2 separate regions of the Sus scrofa genome follow, and region 2 is linked to region 1. The links are chromatin contacts, called in public Hi-C maps. All regions are on one chromosome and are shown on one strand. The core of a region is the stretch at or near the end of the contact, and the rest is flanking DNA. Distances in the headings are between cores, read along the strand shown. Region 1 overlaps LOC110259415 (a long non-coding RNA gene). Region 2 overlaps ATG10 (autophagy related 10).

Region 1 (2,795 bases), core at 85-2,584:
AAATAAAAACAATTTGCCTAGGTCTAGGAAAGCCCTTATTCTGCATAATGACATGGAATTTGAAATGTGAATCAAACCTTGCAAAGGAATGCAACTCTTTTTTTCCCACTCCCCAAGGCCATTCTACCATTCTTAGAGGGGGACAGGTGGGTCAGAGGAAGGTTTAAAATTTTTGCCCCTTTACTAAAATTTGAAAAGTGTCAACCACCTCTCCTGCCATCCCTGCCCCCAATGCTCAAAGTGTTCAAAACTAAAAGATGCAGCATCTTTTCAGCGAGTAATCAGCACAAGTTGAAAGGCACATGCTGTTGCATTTCTGATCAGATTGTATGTTAAGCAGGAAAATATCCCCCCCTCTTTCCCCCACTTTTTTTTTTTTTTTTGGCTAAATGCTTGTCTGTTTAAAGAAGCCACTAGGCAGTGCCTCTCACTTTGTCTTGGCAGGGCACAACCATCAGACGAAGTGGGAGGAAGAAACATTAACTTCAACAGCTGTTTCTTGACCCCGGCTGTCAGTCTTCCCAAGAATAAATTTTGGAGAGTCCTATTTGAAACAAAGAGGGAGTTTTGGGGGAGAGAAAAGTTGGTTGGTTCCAGGGCGACCGCCCAAAGGAGCTGGGAACAAGATGTTGGCAGTTACCACGCAGCCTGCCTGCCTCTGCCGGGTGCAGAGATGGAGCAAAGTAACTTGAAAGCTCCCCTCTCGGCGCCCTGTGCCTGCAGCTTCCCCCCCTAACGCGCGCCCAGATCCAGCGCCGGTGGTAAGAGCCGTAGCTCGACTACAGTAATTCCCCAGCTCGGGCGGCTTGAAACTGCTCGGGCTGAATAGCATTTGCTGTTCCGTCCTGTGGCCGCCTCCCGCCGCCGCTGCCGCGCTCCCTGCAAAGCAGCTCTCATTATCCCGGAAGTTGTGCTGACACAGTCTCGCTGCCACCAGAAGTTTGTCAACATCAAACTTCTCCTGTGTGGGGTACGTTCACCTTCCACGAGTATTTAATCGAGCCAACAAGCAAACAAACAAACCCAAATAAACCTGCCCGTGATGTCATGGTCTTTTTTTTTTTTTTTTTTTTTTGCTTTTGCTTTCCTGGAAGGCTGGGGCTGTTAGGAATTTGCTGGTGGGCGCTCAGAGCGCCGGTAGGTTTCTGGGGAAGATAAGGGACAGCCCCCGGATGGGAAGCGGGGAAGGGACCGAGGAGGGCGTGGGGGATGTTGGTGTTAGGGGAAGGGGGCTGGGAGCCCGGGCCAGGGTCAGCGAATTTGTCCTGCAGCCTCTTGCCCACCGCTGGGTTGGAGGATGCACGGACCGGGGCGAAGGTTGTTTCTTTGCGGGCCCACCCCTCAGCAAAGATTACTTGGACGCCGTGGCTGGGCACTTAACGGCGGGAGGGGGGCGGGGGCTGTCTACACTCCCTCTGCGTTGTGAACTCCTGCTGGACAGTTCTACAAACACCTCTCGGGGGCTATCGGAATAAAGGGCATTAGGGTCATAAAATGTATTTGGAGGCTTCGACTGCAACATAAAAGAAATTCCTGCGATATGAGGGCAGGGGCGCACCACCTTTTCTGTCTCTGATGAGTCTGTTCAGATACCTTGATAAAACCATTTCGTCTAAACCGACTCCTTTCCCTGAGCCAAGTCTGCAGGTTCAGAGTTGCTGCTACCCAGCTTGGGTGTTTGTGGTTTCCAGTCGCTTCCCTGCTGAGATACTCTGGCTCTGCGGGGGGGCGGGGGAGGAGGGCGGAGGGAGGAGGAGGAAGAGGAGGATTCTGATTAACCCTTTCCATTCCGTAGTTTTATCTGGGCACCTTTAATCCTTCTCAAACTGGAGAGGACAAGGCCTGACTTGCTGAGTTGTGACGTAGGCATTCAGGATTTGGTGGCATTTGAGGGCCACAGGTTTTTGTGGAGGAGTTGGAACTCAGACGCTGATACTAACTTTTCTCTCTTGTTTGGGAGGCCACTTACTGCATTCAGACCCTGGAGATCAGAGAGAGAGGGTTGCAAGTATCCCCTGTGTAATGTCTGGTCAGATTTGGGCAGCTGAAAGGGTTCAGTGTCCCTAAAATGGGCAGCCCCAAATCTCTCTTGGACTGGAAATCCACTTGTGGATGCAGCAAATTTTTTTTCTATATTCTTCAAAAATAAGTTATAGAGTAAATAACTATCTCTGCAGAGAATATTGCCCATTATCCCACTATGTTATGGTGGGGAGGCTGATTTAATCCTTTTAGGGAGCCAGGTACAGGATTTACTCTTCTTGTTGGTAGGCTGTTATTAACTGTTTTTAGAAAAATTATAACTACAGTCATGAATCTTTGGTAACAAAAAGCAAGACACTTTCTCCTATTTTTCAAACTACCATAAACAGGAAAATTGTGCTAGTCCCAAGGGGCTAGCCTATCTTAAACACAAAATAAAACACAAAGCTAAAAATAAAATCTAAAGAAAATGTAACTGAGGTGTTTCTCTGGCACTGTAAGTTACTTTTGACAAATGCAAATCAAACGGATTCAAATATAGTTTAGAGCAGGCAGTCCTAAAAATAAATAAATAAATAAATAAATAAATAAATAAAAACACACAAAGAAGTGTGCTTTCCTGAAAGTTTAGTCATTCTCTACAGTGAATTTTCCTGTTGGCCATGCCTCAAAAATCTCCCTGAATTATTCAGACTTCTTTTCTTTGGGTGGTACTTTCATTTTTATTTATTTATTTTCTTATAACCCACAAAATACTACTCAACATTATTGTACCTCAGTGTGGACATGAATCAAGAAGGACATGTGGAGGA
Region 2 (2,700 bases), core at 175-2,674, 230 kb after region 1:
TTAAAAGAAGGAGCAAAATATATAGCATTGATATGGCAACACCTGGTAATATGCCCACATATTAATTGCAGATGTAGAAGTGGGAGGGGAGGCAGATATATATGTGTATATGTGTTTCTAGGCCAAAAAATTAAATTCTGGAAAAGTACACAATGACCTATTGAAAATGGTTATAAATCTGAGTTACTAAAGTGCTGGGATGAGGGGAATTTCACTTTTTTTTTAATGTACTTGTGTAGTGTTTGCAATTATTTTTCATCACAATGATTTTATAATGTTAAGAAAGAAAAGAAATTATAATTGCCAGATAATTCCAATCTTTGACCAAAAAGAAAGAACTTGGGTTAAGAGAATTGCTTTAAAAGAAGACATATTTATCTTTGCCCCCTACTTATTAATTTTATCTGAAATATTTATTTCAATGATTTCTCTGTGGTTATTTTAAATTCATTGTGTTTAATTTATAGTGTTTACTGGAGTTTAGTGAAAAACTATTTTGTAACTATCTTCGGCTGGGATTTATCTAGTGTAGTATCTTCCCCAATGAATTGACTGTGAGTGGGGAATTAGTAAAGCAGATAACAGATCTGGAGAGTAGTCTGTGGCTTTACTTATCTCCACAGGAAACCTTATTTCATATTGATAAAGTTTGAAATCTTTCCTGTAGCTCTTCCTGATTGTTCATTGTTGTTACCATTTTAATGAGAGGTAGAAATGAGCCAAACCAACCTGCTTTTTTCCTTCTACTAGGAAGGTCAAAGAAAATTCCTCAACCCAAATAAACAAGTGAATGTGGATAGAATCTGACTCTGACTCAACATGCCCAGTTAATTGCTTCCAAACATTAAAATACATTCTCAAGAAACCCCCCCACATAATAATAGTAGTAAAAAATCAACTGGTGAAGAATAATTAGGTGAGAAGTGAGCTGGCTAGAACACATCTTTGCTTAAACCCCGTTTAAGTTAACATTAATATTTGCCATCTATACTCTATTATAAATCAGGATTTATTGGAGAAATATACCAAAGATAGCACAATAATAAAGAAAACAGATTCATCTCAGGTTTTGAAATGTACCTAACAAACTCAACCTCTTGCAAAATAACTTTCTTATTCAAAATGGAACTGGGAATTGTTCAGCACACAATGAATCATCTTTTGGCAAGTACAATAGAATCTTTAGGGACATTTCACAGTCTCTTGTTCAATTGTTAGGATGTTTTTAGCTTTCACAGGTAGGGAAGAAGGTAGCTTGTATAACCATCATCTTGTTGCTAAAATTGTGCAGTAAAGATTTTTCAGAGTTGCTGTTGCAATAGATCTTTTTGCTTTTTTTTTCTTCCTGTTTCTTTACCCAGAGTTGCTTTGTCTCTCAAAAACAATCTGGAATTACTTAGTGCTAATGTTTTCTGGTTTTACTATTTACCCAGGACTCAAATGTTAAACATTAATGTGGGAAACTCCCTTTTCCTTACCTCATAGTCCTATATTTATTTAACTGTCATTTTGCAAAAGAAAATCCACATCTTTCTCTCTCTGTGTTAATGTATTCTTTTTATTGACAAACATATTTTGTTTGTTTTTGTATTTGCTTTTTTTTTTTCAGGAGGCTTTAGAGCCACCCCTGGATGATTCTGAAGTGACAGAGACTGACACGGCAACTGAAGTGATTAAATATGAATATCATGTCTTATATTCCTGCAGCTACCAAGTGCCTGTGCTTTACTTTAGGGCAAGCTTTTTAGGTAAGACCATGTTGGAAGCTAAATGTAAATTCATAACATTTACATATAAGGCAGAAAGCAGATTTGGAAAATTATTCTTGAGAGAAAAAAATAGAGTTAAAAATAAGAAAACTGTGGGTGAGGTAAGGCTTTACCAGTAAATTTTCTCATGCTTTAGAAAGAGTATCGAGACTTGAGAGTGAATGATATCATCCCAGCCTTAAGTCTGATCTTCAGATTCTTGGCCTCCTGCCCAACGTTGACTAAGCCCCCCTGGCCCTTTTTCTTTTCTTTACTTTAAACAAGTAGGAACAACTTAAAGCTACAAGGTTTATTTACTCTAACTTTACGGTAAAGATTTCTTTCCATCTCAAGTGATCCCATTAACTCAAAAGTACCCATGTCTCCTTCCCCAAGCACTAATTATTATTTCAGGAACTGTTTATCAATCCGTTTAAGCTGTATTTTAAAATAGCGCTAACATTTCCTTCAGCCATCTATACATCTCTGATGCCTCAGCTTCCTGCCATGCTGTTACTCAACTCATTCCCTTTGCCAAGGTGGAACACCCTGTCTCCTCTGAGGCCTTGGCTAATAAAGCTTATTTAATCAGCAGCCGCGTGGAGTCCTCACCCTGCAGTGCTGCTGGGACTCCCCACTTCACATTGTCCTCTGACTAAACTGGGTCAGCATTTTGAGGCCCCTCCACCCTGGACTCAGGGACAAGAAGAGCCACTTCCCCAGCCCACCCTCCCCTGTTTCTCGTTTTCTATCTGGACTTAGCAGCCTTTTGCATTTTGAACAGCCTTCTAACCTTTTCTGGATAGCTAAGACATCTGAATTTAGCCAGTGATATTTTATTTTTAATTAAAAAGTAGCTTAAGCTGCTTTGAATGTGTATTTGGTAGATTTAATCACTTGCTGCCTTATATTGTTTAATGGTCTCTAATTTTGCAGTGTTGGCGGTTTAACA

The links. Hi-C and Micro-C count contacts between places; a contact is called where the count stands out from the background.
Region 2: a Hi-C map of fetal skeletal muscle shows a contact between it and region 1, with 3 times the contacts expected there. The contact joins two enhancer-like sites. A contact is called at or near these places in 6 of 47 Hi-C or Micro-C datasets (embryonic fibroblasts, epiblast stem cells, fetal skeletal muscle and 2 more) and 1 of 2 datasets of contacts at active chromatin or transcription factors (skeletal muscle).

What each region holds. Positions count from the first base shown.
Region 1 is chr2:90,350,502-90,353,296 of Sscrofa11.1, forward strand. LOC110259415 (a long non-coding RNA gene) reads left to right here. Exons shown (of 3, transcript XR_002341792.1): 3 at 445-1,052. Among named protein-coding and RNA genes, the nearest start is that of ATG10, 85 kb to the right of the region's middle. Within about 2 kb of position 1,335, at least 71 of the 83 cell types and tissues checked have an H3K27ac peak or open chromatin away from gene starts, as enhancers often do. A contact at or near this core is called in fetal skeletal muscle, where this site is marked.
Region 2 is chr2:90,579,042-90,581,741 of Sscrofa11.1, forward strand. ATG10 (autophagy related 10) reads left to right here. Exons shown (of 5, transcript NM_001190281.1): 4 at 1,610-1,748. Among named protein-coding and RNA genes, the nearest start is that of RPS23, 100 kb to the right of the region's middle. Within about 2 kb of position 1,425, at least 18 of the 83 cell types and tissues checked have an H3K27ac peak or open chromatin away from gene starts, as enhancers often do. A contact at or near this core is called in fetal skeletal muscle, where this site is marked.